2 separate regions of the Manis pentadactyla genome follow, and region 1 is linked to region 2. Evidence: chromatin contacts called from public Hi-C data. All regions are on one chromosome and are shown on one strand. Each heading gives the region's core, a stretch centred on a gene start, on an enhancer-like site or on the middle of the called end of the contact. The rest is flanking DNA. Distances are from core to core; before and after follow the strand shown.

The links. Hi-C and Micro-C count contacts between places; a contact is called where the count stands out from the background.
Region 1: a Hi-C map of fibroblasts shows a contact between it and region 2, with 4 times the contacts expected there. The contact joins the promoter of RCC1 here to the promoter of SESN2 in region 2. A contact is called at or near these places in 2 of 3 Hi-C or Micro-C datasets (fibroblasts and skin fibroblasts).

What each region holds. Positions count from the first base shown.
Region 1 is chr4:21,275,485-21,282,329 of mManPen7.hap1, reverse strand. It overlaps RCC1 (regulator of chromosome condensation 1), which reads right to left and starts at 3,814. Exons shown (of 11, transcript XM_036914983.2): 1 at 3,697-3,814.
Region 2 is chr4:21,040,593-21,048,150 of mManPen7.hap1, reverse strand. SESN2 (sestrin 2) reads right to left here and starts at 1,577. Exons shown (of 10, transcript XM_036914970.2): 1 at 1,104-1,577. The coding sequence starts at 1,193.

The DNA of each region.
Region 1 (6,845 bases), core at 2,565-5,064, 230 kb before region 2:
CTGGCCAAGCTGGCGGCCAGTTTAGGGTCCAGGGCCCTGTCCTGCTGAGGGCTAGTCTTCCATCGGTTCATCATAGTGACCAGTAGCAGTGAGCTGTGCTGGCAAGGGAAACTGTGTGGTGCTGTGGAAAAGGACTCACAGCAAGAAGTGAACAAACAGGAAACGGTATTATGTCAGCACACTGGTGCTAACACTGGCTGCAGGCAAGGCCTGGAGTGGAGACAGAAAAATAAATATGAGGTGGTAAGTATTATGGGGCACTAACAAAAAAATGTGTTATTGTGGGTTGGAACCAACTCAGTGAGCACCTTCTTAGCCCCTGTGTTTTGGTTAACATTTTTGGGCATCTCACTGAAGCTCACCACATTGATCCCACTTTACAGATGAAGAAACTGAGACAGAAGATGAACTATCTCACCCAAGGCTGGAAGAGGAAATCACGGTCTCAGCCAGGCTGGTCAGACTCCAAAGCTGGTGTCCTTGCTAACTTCCTCCCCACACTCTCCGAACCCCTCGGCCTGCCTGGGAACGGTCTCTAAACCCTCTCCCCCAGGAATCACAGCAACTTGCGCCTGGTCTTCCTGCTTCCCACACCCATCCCATTCCAGTCAGTCATGATCGTTTTAAACCTCAAACACTAGCTGCTTCCTTGCTCAGACGCCTCAGTGGTTCCTTCTGCCTAGAAGATAAAGCCCACATTTCTTAGCCTGGTAGACAGGCCTCCAAGGGCTGGTACTGACATAACTTCAGGCCTCATCCCTACCTGTCACATCCTCCTCTCTCTTCCCACACAACTATTCTCTTCATACCATTTGCACCTCTACAGCTTCTCATACCTTATCCTACCAGAAGAACTTCTACTCAGCCTCAAAGTCACCTCCACTGGTAGACCTCAATCCTTTCTCCCTATCCTAAACTAATCACTCTTTCCCAGAGAACTGGGGCAGACTTCTAGATCGTTCTTACTCTACATGGTTATCCACTACACCAAATTACTCCTTAAAATATGAGCCTCCCTGGGGCACACTGCCCATGCCTATCTTCTGTATGCCAAAACCTTTTACTTCTCAAAATGAGCTGAAGAAGATGGCAGTATCACTCCTATTTCTCAGTCGAGGACACTGAGACTCACAGATGAAAACTTACTTGCCTAAGTTCACACAGCCAGTAAAAGAGAGCCAGGAAGAGAATCCAGATGTATCTGATTGAAAAAATGAACAGGTCAGCTAAAGGCTGGCCATGATCCAGGCAGGGGCTGAGGCAGCCTGGACAGGGCCTCCCTGGGATGGATCTGCTGACGCATGAGGAAGGACAGACCCGGATTCTCTTGGAGATGAAGAATCTTCACCTCAAATGGAGGACTCTAGGCACTGCAGAGTGCTGTCCTGGGGGCAGGGCAGGGGATGAGAGGGTACCCTCTGAAAGGTGGAGCCATGTACCCATTGCCCACCTGTGTATCCTCTACTGCACAAATCAGTCCTTTGTACAGACTCCCTCTTCAACTGCCCTGGGTGTGTTTTCTTGACCAGATGGTGAGTTTCTGGGCTGGGAAGGAGTAGTGTCTTTGTCCCCACCCCTCACCCCCTAACAAACACAGCTTCCATCCTCAGGGAGCTTATGGTCTGAGACACGGTCACAAACAAAGGTCAGATACAGTCAGCTCCCACTAAGAGACACCTATGGCGTGCCAGCCTCTCCCAGAATGCTCACACCCACCCTCTGAGCTAAGTGTCATCACCCTGGTTTTGCAGATCCAGTTGAGGCTCAGGGGAGGGTCCCCAGGCCTCACAGGGATGAAATCCCAGGTCTCCTGACCGCTCCCCACCAGGGCCAGAGCTTGCCCCTCTCCACTTCTCCCTGGGCTCCAGTTTCCTCAAGTGGTGAATGGAGGCACCCCACACTACACAGTCTACCAGGGGCCTGGTGTTCCTATTGCGACCTTCTGCGACCTCACCACAGCCCCTTCTGCAAAGGGAGACAGAGCCCTCTCTGACCACAGCAGCTGTTCCTGCCGCCACCTACCCCTCCCAACGTCAGGAGGCAGACATTTGCCTGCCAGACTCAGAGGCTAAAGAATCTCTTTGTAAGAAAGGTCCCCAGGAGGAAAGGGAGGAGAGGGGCAGTCAACAAACATTTGTTACTCCTGCTATGTGCCCGGCACAGGGCCGAAATACCTCACCCAGAGATCCCCCTAGTATACAGAGCTGTGCCTGGGTATGTATGTTTATTTTTCCAGGGGGTGGGGGGCACAGCTTCCCCCTGAGGTTGGAACCACTGCTTTATGGGAATTATAGGATAGTAATAATTCTCACCACATGCCTCTTACCTTCACTTTACAGAGAAGGAAACTGACACTCAGGGGGATTGGGTGGGTGGCCCAAGGACATCCAACTAGAAAGTCACAAAGCTGAACAGGATCCCTACTCTTGGAATGTCTTCACAACAGGAGCATGGTGAACTCCTAATTCATCTTTCCAGACTCCACTCCGAGGCCCTTCTGGATGAAACCATCCTTGCCTCCTCCACGCCCACCCAGTGTTCCTGGGTCTTACCCTCCAGACCTTTCAAGACCCAGCCCCTGATGTATCATCCTGTGCCTCTCCTCCTTGTACTCTGTGCTCAAACACCTGGGGTATCCCTGGCCACAGAACACTCACCTATACTTGATGCTTTTGCCTGTGCTGTGCCCTCTGCCTGGATAGCCGGAAGCCCTCCACCCCGGTTCTGCCTGAGTACCCCACTGTTCCTTCAAAACCCCGTTCAAGAGTCTCCTCACCTGCAAAGCCATTCCTGGCCCTTCCGGGCAACGCTGGGTAACACTTTTTACACTCAACTTCTGCTGGGGCACACAAGTCACACTTGGTTGGAGCACCTCAATTAATATCTGATGAATGAATCACTTGGCAGCGCACCTAGCTCCACGGGCATACTTGGGTGATCACCCGGGATCGTAACTGTGGCACCACGTGGGTCTCCCCAAGGAGACCGAAGCTCGTAAAGGCCACAGGGGGCCTTTCTCACCATTGTTTCCCAGCCCTGCAAGCGCGTCACGAAGTAGACGGCCAGTAAAATAATCTACACAGCCGTGTTGATGCGGAATTCACAGCACACTTCTCCAACGGGTCAACAGCCGTCTTGGTGCCTGCTGACGCTGAGGTTTCTTTCCCCGCAGCAGACCCTCCCCAGCCTCCCCTCAGATCCTAAAGCAGCCCTTCGCCGATAGGATTCCTTCTCTGCTCTGCAAATTTGCACTCTCCAAACGAATGCTGGGCCAAAATCCCTTGTTCCGTGCGATAACTTCCCCGCCAGGGTGGCCGGGCCCGGCCGGCTAGGCCCGCGGGGCTGCGCACCCCGGGTTGGCGGGGTCACCGCGGCCGCGCGCACCCCGGCCAGCGGCGCTCGGGCCGTTTGAATCTCCCGCCCGCGCGGGTGCCGCGGCCCGGGCGTGAGAGGCGCGGTGGTAGAGGGGCCGCGCGGCCCTCCCTCGGGCGAGGCGAGATCCGGCGGGCGCCGGGGCGCCCTGCGGGGCCGGGGACACGCGCACCCGCACCCGCGCCTTCCTGCCGCCCGGCTTCACGTGGCGCCGGTGCCGCGCGACATGGGCGCGCGCGGGCAAAGGCCCGGTCCGCCGCGGCTGTGGCCGTGGCCGTGGCCGCCCCGCGCGCCACCCCTCCGCCCGTGACGGCCGCGACCTACCTCGGTGTGGGTCGGCCACAGGGAACTCCTCCGCACGCCGGCCCGGCAGCGAACTGCCCCAGAGCATGCGCTCTGCAGGCCTCCGGCCCCGACCCCGGCCAGAAAGGAAAACAAAGAGCCCGGCGGCCCCTGGCGGCCACCCCGGGAAGTGCGGGTGGCGCGCTCGAGCTCGAGAGCTCTTGACCAGGTTCTCTCCGGGGACAGTCAGTGGGTGTGTATTTTGGGGACTCCAAATGGGAACTCGCAGACTGACAACCAGAAAGACTACTTGAAGTCAGGGTTTGTTTGGGAAAATCCGGTATGGAAGGGACTACACGGAGAAGAGACACTGATCTTTCCGGTTGTCAAGAGGGTGTCCATCAGAGGAAGATGAGAAATCAGACTATCAACAACCACACCGGCCTATGACAGGGGTACACACAGGGACATCTGGCTCAGCCTGCGGCTTAAGCAAGGCTTTCCAAGTTAAGTCCAAAGGACAGGGCCTCCTAGGAGAAGCACCCTTGCAATCAGGGAGCGAGATCCTAAGGTGGCTGTGGGAAATTGCCAAGGATTGTCTGGAGTAGGGGTGCCCCTGGGATTGACAGAGGAGAACAGTGGAGAGGGAGGGTCAGACCATGGTTGCAGGGTCTTGTGTGCCTAAGACCAGCCTCTATCCGGGGGCAATAGGGAACTATGGAAGGGGTTTCAGCAGGTGAGTGACCTGAGCCGATTTTTGGTTTAGAACAAAATGGAGAATGGGCTAGGGGGAGGAGGAAACTGGGAGTGGGAAGAACAAGAAGAAAAAGGGAGATCAGAGAAGAGGATAAGGGTGTGGACTGGGTTTGGGAGCTGGAGACGGAAAACAGGCACCTAGCCGACCAACTTCTCTTGTTAACACACTCCTTCTCCAGGATGGATACAAACATCTTCAGGATTTCAGATGTTCCCTGAGGTGAACAGGTCATTTGATTGAGTCTGGGGGTTTCCCACATCAGGGCAGTGACCTCTGCAGAAGTGTATTTTCTCCATTTCACGTTGATTCTGTCTCTGAAATTCGTTTCTATCAGACCTGAACTCTAGATGGACATTTTCGATGAGTGTTCACCAACAGAATTTCTTCTACTATGCAGAGCCCACCCCAAAGCATCCCCCATCTTTGGAGTCTCTTACCTCTCCAGGTTTACCTCTGCCTCCATCATGTACTCCTTTTTTGGATGATATACTGTGAAATTCCTCCAAGTTTTTAACCCTGGGATCTCTGATCTTTCTCTCTCTGCTGTCTTCCTCCAAGATCTTACTCATTCACATGACTTAATGTAATTATAAAAATGATTATTATCACATATTTTGTAAATTCTTTTGTTAACTACAGAAACGCATCCATTAGCTCATTTTTTCCTCACAGAAACCTCATGACAGTTGGAAAATGAGAAAAATGATGTTCAAAGAATTTAAGCAAGTTCTCTGGGGTTATCACACAAGTGGTGGAAGAGGGCCAGAACTTTTGTTCAGGGCTGAGCCATCACCCTCTCCCTGAGAAGGCCGTCCATCTGGTCAGGTTCTGACCTCCACCCTTGGTTTAAGCCCTACACCTCTATCCAGAAGACCCAACGGCTAAAATAAAACTCATCTAGACTCCCCCAATTTCATCTTTCCAGCCAAGGTTAAAGTTCTCTAGGAAGTACAGATTCAAACCTTAACTTCTTTTCTGGTTCTTTCCTCCCTCTTCTCTTCATGTTTCTATTGCTGCTCCTCTGGGTCTGAAACACCACCCTTTTGGCCTCTGCTCCTGCCTCTTAACCCCTTTCCCTCCATTTCATTCCATCTACACCCCTACGTTAGTTTTCCTAAATCATGGCTGTGAGACCTTTCCCTGCTTCGAAAACTAAGACTCAAATATTTCTTCAGCACTGTGCTTGGAGCACAGGTAGCACATGCCCCAGGCTGCTGACTTCCCATCTCCCCCTTAGCCTCACTGTACTCTGAAGGTGCCCGTGCCTGCCTACCTTCTCACCTTCACCTGGGCTGTTCTTCCTACCAGGTGTCTTCCTCCCTGACAAGCTGCATTCTTGATATATTTTAAGGCTCAGTTCAGTCCCCATCTCCATGAAGGCTTCCTTGGCCCACTTACCTTTTCCTTCTCTGAATCCAAGTTTAATTTTTTTCATGCTCTATCATTGTCTTATTCACTGAACACAAACCATAAGAGATGAGTTGAACCTGATCCATAATTGGCACAGATGATAGAATTAGAAATGAAGGACACTGAAAGTTATTATAACCATATTCTGTATGATCAAAAGCTAAGCAGAGACATGGAAGTTATAAAAAGACCCAAAGTGAACTTCTTGACAATATCTAAGATGACGAATACACCAGATGGGATTAAAAATAGGTTAGGTATTACAAAAGCAATGATTAGTGATCCTGAAGGCATAGCAATGGAAACTATCCAAAATAAAACACAGAGAAAAAAAGAATTAAAAAACAAAGTGAAAATAGCGTTAATGAACTATGAAATAACTTCAAATGGCCAAATATACAGGTAATTGGAGATCCTGAAAGCAAGAGAAGCTAGGGACAGAAAATACATGAACTAATGGCTAAAATATGTCCAAACGATAAACCTACAAATTTGTGATCGTTATGTGACTAATTTTATGTATATCAACTTGGCTGGGTTACAGTGCTGTTTTTGGTCAAATGCCCATCTAAATGTTGCTGGGAAGGTTCCTTTTTAGACATGATAACCCTTAAATCAGTGGACTTTGAGGAAAACAAGAACCACCCCTCTGTAAGGTGGGTGGGCCTCATCCAGTCAGTTGAAGGTCTTAAGGAAGGAATTCTGCCAAGACTACCTCCTCCAGTCTCAAGACTGCAACATGAACTCTTGCTGGAATTTCCAGCTTGCTGACCTGCTTTCAGACTTCAGCCCCCACAATCACAGGAACCAATTCCTTAAAAAAAAAATCTATCTATACATATATACATCCTGTTGGTTCTGTTTCTCTGGAAAACCCTAATACAAAATCAAAGAAGTGCAAGCACGAAAACTAAGGCACATCACCCAAATTGCACAAAAACCAATGATAGAAAAATCTTAAAAAGCAGTCAGAAAAAAGACATGTTACATACAGAACAAGACAAAGATACAGTGCATCATGTTT
Region 2 (7,558 bases), core at 328-2,827:
GGCAAACCATCCAGGGATGGAGGTAGGACTCCCAGAAACCACACAACACAGCTCAGAGAAGGGCAGTAATTTTCCCAGGGTCACACAGCTTAGGGCTAGCACTTGTCTGACTCCCAAACCAGCTTTACAAGCATGCTCCAGGTCTGGGAACTAAAACAAGCAAAAGTCCCTGTAGCGCCGTGCACACTAGGAAATCCTAGAGACAAATCCTTGGTAGGCCATAGAAAGAGATAGTTGGTAGGATTAGTTGAAGGAAGCCTCTCCACGGCCCTTCCTGGATATGATATAGTTCATCCTATTTTGCTAGTTTAGTCATGAGGACTCAGGAGAAAAGGCAAAAACCGGAGCCCAGCACCTAGTAGGTGCTTAATAAAAGATAAGACGTCCTTTATCAGTGATGGTGGGGATGGGGGCAGAGGGTGTCTGATTAGGCCCAGCTTTATTTCTAGCCTCACTGCAAAGAGTCCCTGCAAAACAAACTTTTGAGGCCTGACTACTTAGTAGGGCGCAGCCTAATTGAAGCCGCGGCCAAGATTCCTCCTTCTCTCCCTCAGCTTTGGCCGCGGTCGCCGCGTACCCGGCAGACTGCCAAGTCCCCGGAGGGCCCGCGCCCCGCCCCCAAATCCGAGGTGCGAGGGGCGGGGGACAAGACCGACCTTCGCTGGACAGTTCCAGGTGCCCCAAACCCTGTGCTGGGACATATCTTAGGAAGGGTCCTCTGCCCGCCAGCCCCAGCCTAGAAAGAGGGAATCTGCGGAAGGGGGCGGGGAAGAGGAGTGGTCGGGCCGCAGCGGCCGGGATTTGTCTGGACTTGAAGATTCTCTCCACAGGAGCCCAAATCCAAGATAACCTCGAGAAGGCTCCCTTCTCATTGGCCAGGAGTCCGAGCCTTAGAGCGCTCCACAGCCCCGGGGGGAGGGGGAGGGGACGAAGAGGGAGCCGAGGCCGCCAGTTGATGCAACTCTACTTCTAGGTTTCACGCTCTACTCCCCTCCCCAAGCCCGGGGGTTGAGGGGGGCGCACGGACCCAGCAGCGGACAGCCCAAAGCTCGAACGCAGCTCCAGGCTGTAGGGAAGAGCGGCGTCGCACGGCCCCCGTTTACCTCTCCGGCCCCAGGGCCGCCGCCGCCGCCCCTGGCGAACCGCAGGTAGCCCTGAAGCTCCGCGCGGCACTCCGAGTCTGCAACGATCATGGTGTGCGCCAGGACCCAGCTGCAGCTCGTCCAAGACCCGTGCACCGCAGGGGGTTTGGGACGGACGCCAGCGGCCAGCCGGGGCTGGGGGCCGCTGGGGAGGTCCCAGAGCCCGGAGGTGTCTCTCGGGTTCTAGAACGCTCCCAAAGCCCAGAATCCAGGAACAGCCGCTGCTGTCCGGGACGCTCCCCTCGTCCGGCTTCTGGAGCGGTGAATGGCCTCGGGAACCTGGGGTTGGTCGCGGCGCAGGGGTCACGGCTCGGAGCGCCTCGGAAGTCCGCAGTGGCCCGGGCTGCTCACCGACCCAACGCGCCTCAGCATCCCCGCCGCGGAACTGCCAGCGCTCGGAAAGCTCTGACACCAGCAGCACTGCTCTGCCCGCAGCGGTCCCCGGGGGAGGGCGGGGACACAAAAGCCCTGCACCGCAGCCAATCAGACGCCTGTTTCCCGGAGAGGCGGGGGCGACACCTCCCTCTGGAGCGGAATGCTAGGCCAATCCGCACTGGAAAGCATCCGGGAACTCTGGGAGCTGTAGTCAGCCCCGGACGAATGCTGCGAACTTTTGCAAAAGGGGTTTAGTCAGATTGTTGGCAATACCAGACGAGAGTGACAACCTAGAGAGTCATAGGGCTGCGTGACGAAACGGGACTTCACTGGGCTGGGCGGGAGAGCCGGGCGTGCGATCCCTCTTAAGTATGTTCTCCAGCTTTTCAGTTCTTGCAGGTACTGGTTAAGGTTATGAGAGGTGGTGCTAATTACAGAGCTGAACTCCAGATCTTTGGAGATCAGAGGGCACGACCCTGTTCCCCTGGCCTCTGGAATAGCTCCACCTTAAAATGTACCAGACACAAAGAATCCACCTAATTCGTGGAGTCTTTGGAAAAACCATCATTCATTGAAATGTCCTTGGCAACTTCATGTCTAACCTCAGTCCCTGTTGCTGCAGTTTACCCCTTCTGCTTTGGCCCCTGGTCCTGTCTTCCAACCCTGCCAGTCCATTTCTAGAAACTTTGTGACAAGGTGTTCCATTGGGTCTTTTCTCACACCTCTCTCTCGCCATTTCTTCTCTGACTCTTCTTTCTCCTCCCACTCCCCGGACGGTGGGTGTTACCCTAGTTTCTGTTTTTATCCCTCCTCTCTCCAGACTCACTCTCCTGATCTCACCCATTTCCTTCCTGGCCTTGCACACCTCATTTACAATAAGTTACTTCCACCAGCCCATCAGCACTTCAAGGCTGAATTCATCTTCTGTCCACTTCTCACATCCTCTTCCCTCAAGGTTTTTCTTTAGAGCTACACTTGTTTCAATTTTAAAGTCACTGTTTACTCTGAATAGAGAATTCTGTCAGGAAGGAAGGTGGATTAGATGACCCCCAAGGTTCCCTTTGAGACTTTATAAATTCAGGTTTACTATTCCAAAGATGCCCCTCTGACTGGGTTTCCTGTGTCCAGCCTCTTGTGAGAAGGAACTTAATCTCACCTTCTGCTGAGCTTCCAGGGCAGTTGAGCTGAGGCTCCATTATAATACTTATCATATTATACACTGTATTGCAGTTTTCTGTGTACACGTCTTATCTCACTCTTTTGGCTATAAGCTCGAGGACAGGGTTCACATTTTGACATCTTTGTCTCCTGCCCTATGCCACCTGTGTGCCCTACCAATAATATGCCCTTGGTGACTGAATCTTCCTTTGATTGAATTTCCCTCTAAATCACCCTATGTCAGATTCAGTTTTCATTTTAAAATCTACTATGTAAAGTCAATAATTTGGATTTAAAAATGTTACTGGTATTTCATCAGCTGCAGAATAAAGGCCAAACCCCTAGATTGAGATTCAATATCTGCCAAGATCTGCCTCAATTTATCTTTCCAGACTTATTACCTGCCACACCGATGTTGCTTATCTGGCCTTCAAGCCTTTCCTCCAATAGTTCCCTCTGCAAATCTCTGCCCACTGAAATCCTACCCAGCATTTAATGCCTTCATTCATGTTTGTGGCCTGAATAAAGGCTTCAAAATGCCACTTCCCATGGAAAGTGTTACTTCTTCAGATCAGCTGAAAACAATCTAACGCCTTAACAACTCAACATGTTTTTTCTATATACCTCTTTATACCACTGGTCTTCAAATTTGATGCAACCTCGTTATTATGGCTGCATGTCTTACCTCTTTTCCTCCAATTAAAAATGGAATATATTATTGACCACTTTTGCAAAGTGATGAAACTTGAGCTCAGAAATGTAAAACTTCATGTCAAGGTCACACAGGATCTTCTTTTGACTGCACCAGGCTGTGTCAGAGCTCCTCTAAGGCAGGAACTGTGTCTATCCCCCACTAGTAGTGGGTCCTCAATAAATATTTTTGAGTGAATGAATATTAATTATTCTCCTCCACAGAATAACCCTTTAGAATCTTCAATGATGTGACTAGGTCATTCCCCAAGGCTTTGCATACAAAGTTAGTAGTTTTGTGAAAAGGAAAAAGCAAGAGGTGCTGATATTCTCAATTGGGTGAGCTTTTGTGACCCCAGTCTCCAAGGAAGGAGCACTCGAAAGAGGCACAGACACTGCCATTTATTGAACTCCAACAACCTGGTAAAGTATGTTATATGCCCCCATTTGACAGGTGAGAAAACCGAAGCTCAAGAGGTATGTTGACCTAGATCAGAAAGCTTAGTAATATGTTGAATAAGGCACAAGGAACTAATGCAAAAAGCAGAATTGCAATATATTAATTGGGTGTGAGAAGCATAATTGTCAGATAGCCTGTAATTGATGGGCCAACACATCCCTCTTCATAGGACAGCCTCAAAGAAAAGCCAGCTTATCATCGGAAGGTGGTGAAGGTAGCTGGAAACAGAGCAAAAGGAGCCAGTGAAAAGATGAGTCATGGAACTGGCTCCACTCAGAGCAAACATGCTGGCCAGGGCTCTGGCTTCTTCCCTGTCTCTTTCATCCAGTAAACATTTATTGGCCATCTAGTATGTACCAGGCACAGTGCTGGGCTCCGGAAATCCAGCAGTGAAGCTTCCAGCCCAGTGGGACATGGCCTGACCACACAAACTGGGTTTATTCCTTCCCTCCCCCACGCCTTACATTTTTGGTTCAGTAAAGATCTCCACCTCCTGTTGCCCTACTCTCTCAACTCTTGCATCAGCTATGTTGAGGTCACTGATTTGCCAAAGCTCTTTTTTTTATTATTCCTCAATCACATTCCAGTCCTGAAGATACTTCTAGATTGGATTTGAAATGTGTTTGATATTTCTTCAGCTTCAGATCCTCTCACATATTTTAACCCTAATGGGATTCTCATCTGTTCTATATTCATTCCTCCTGAATTGACTTGCTAATACCAAATTCTGGGATCACTTTTCTATATCATATCCTGACCACAACTTGGGGCTGAGATTTATCACCCCAGCTGTAAACCACACTACCCCCTCCCATCTCAAAATTTAATTTCTGCCTTCAGGGAGTTTTCAGGAAAGCAGCCCAAATCCAACAAGTTTGATAAAGCCAAAGCAGACCAACCTCCTTGGCTATTCACATACTCATTCATTTAATTACCCATTAAGCAGTCCTTGTGCTGGGTGCTGAGGGAGGTCTCTTCAGCTGACACCATCTGAGCTCTCAAGCTATACAACCAAAATTGAAATCGTTCCCTGGAGTTGTGCATTAGGCGGCAGGACAACTATGGGGCCATCTATCTCCGAAGAGCATTGCCCAATAGTCAGGGTGCTAGTTTTTAGCTATGTGAACCAAAGTGAGTTTTTTCCAGATCTTAGAATCTTGTTTCCTCATCCATCAAACAAAGGAGTTGAAATTAGCTCTAACCCTCCAGAGTCACTGTGGAGAGGACTGGAGTTGGGCAGTGCTTATAATTCGGTTTCCTCGAATGAATACTGAGGACAAAACCTTCAGGTTTCAAAGAGCTCACCCCTTTTAATAAATAAAAGAAAAATTGACCATTTTGGATAGATAATTCACTAAGAATTCGTTTGGCTTTGCCAGCTGAGTGAGCCCCTAGCGCCCCCTGCAGGCAGAGCCCTGCTTACAGCTCAGAACGGACTGGGAAGAGACGGATTGAGCACCGCCACCAAACCGTTTTTGAGTTTATAGGATTGTCAGGTCCCATGCCAACATCAGAAAGTCCTGAAAAAAACAAAAAATGCAGGCAACAGTCAAGTAAAGATCATGTGGTTTCTGAGGATTCCGCTGCTGCCAGCAAGGACCAAATTTCCAAAAGACCTCCCAACCTGACTATACTTACGTTGTTTTGTCTTACTTTCTGATCTGACAGGAAGAAAGCCTGAGGTTCAGAGAGAAGAAGGCATTTGCCTCAGGTCCTCCAGAAAGTAGTTTCAGGTCAGAGACTGGAACCTGGGGGTCCAGGCCCCTACTCCAGAGCCACTTGCACCATAGAGGCTGCCCCATTTCCAAAAAGGACTGTCTGCTCTGGTGTTCTCTCCCTCTTTTCCCCTCTCCTCTCTGCCATCTCATTCTCAGTTACCCTGAGGCCTATGCCTGGAGCACTGCCCCAGCCCTTGTCACTATCCAGGACCCTCACTTCTCTGAACCTGTTTCCAGCTGTGTAAAATGGGGCAACCAAGTTAACTTCCGCAGGGGCTGTTATGGGGATGGGAGCTAATGCATACAAATCCTTTAACGAGGCTTGATGCAGATTAAGTGCTCAATAAACTCTTATTACTTATATTGTTAACTACTGTTCTTATTTTAAAGTATCTAACTCAGTGATTGGCAGATAGAGGCTGTTCAAGAAACATGGTTATAACCATTAATATTTAAAAGTTTGGGGCACGGAGCCTGGCATTTAGCGAAATGAATAAAAAAGGTGGTTAGTATTGCTGAGTTTTTGACCCAAGGACACCCATTACGTCCGTGATCGTTCCATCTCTGCAGGGAAAGCTATAGCACTGCTTTGCGCTCAGCAACAGGCTCTTCCAACGTAAATCGCGGAAGCCAATGAACAAGAAGGTGGGCGGGGTTACCAGGCAGCCAATAGCAGCCCGCAGCGGCCCGCAGGATAGGTCCAGACGGGTTTCCAGGCTAGCATGGGGAGCTAACCACGAGGCCGTATGAGGGGCGGGGAGAATCTCCAAATTCTCCTGATTCGGCCTGTCAACCGGGCTCTGATTGGTGCGGACTGTGGCGACCCGCCTCTCACTCCGCTCGTTTTCGTGGGAGGGGGCCGGGAAGAATCCCGTTTGCTTTACATTGTTTTTTACCTCTTTCCTTTTCTTTGTAATGAACGTTTGGTTTTAGTTTATGTTTTTCCCTTCCAAATTATAGGTGACATGTATTATTGCAGGAAATTTGGAAAATACAGAAAAATATAAAAGTAAAAAGATCCCAAAATATTTTCCCCCATTGTGTTTTTTAAATGATTTTCAGGCATTCTGCCCTAAGCTGGTATTACTCCCATTCGTTGTTCTGTTGTTGTAAAAGCGCAAATTGGAAGCGACCAAAATGTCCATCAAAGGGGACTGGTTAAAGTAATAAACAGATTCGCCTTCACAATGGAATATAAGTGCGCAAAGAAACTGAAGGAGGTAGCTCTATACAGTCTATAGTAGCTGTTCTAAATGAAAAGGTGTGCAGGATTTAATGTTGGGTTAAAACAAAAAACAAGTTGATAAGAGTGGTACATATAGAATAATCTCCGATGTGTATACGGTTACACAGAGGCAACAAAAGTCTGGAAAGACGTGCGGTTTGCAAGAAACAGCATCTGTTACCTCTGGATGAGGGAGGGAACGGAGAAATGAGAAGACTGTACATTTCTTTAATATTAGTGTTTTTTTTTTAAATGCCAAGATACATCATGTTTGTAATGGAAAAAAAAAAAGACCCCAAACCCCAAAACCAAAAAAACTAAATTGTAAAGGGGGTGGGGTGTGTGCAAACCTTCAAAATCTTAATCTCACTACCAAGACAACCAAAGATAACATGTTGATTTTTATTCTTTGCATATATTTAAGTACTATTATATATTTATTGTCTTTAACTGATGCTTATATTTATCGTATAAAAATGATGTATATTTGTATAGCCTGCTTTTTCCACTTCATGATAATTTTCATAATATTAAATATTCCTTAAACATAATTTTTAATGGTTCCAGAATGTTCATGTGTGATATAATTACTTCATTAATCCCTATGGCTGGAAATTGAGGGTTCCTTCCCAATTTTTCACTATATCAAGATGAAATAAAACTCTTACATAAATTACACTAATCCCATTCATGAGGGTGCCATCCTCATGAATTATTACCTCCCCAAAGCCCCAGATCCTAATGTCATCACATTGGGGGTTAGGATTTCAACATACAAAATTAGGAGGGA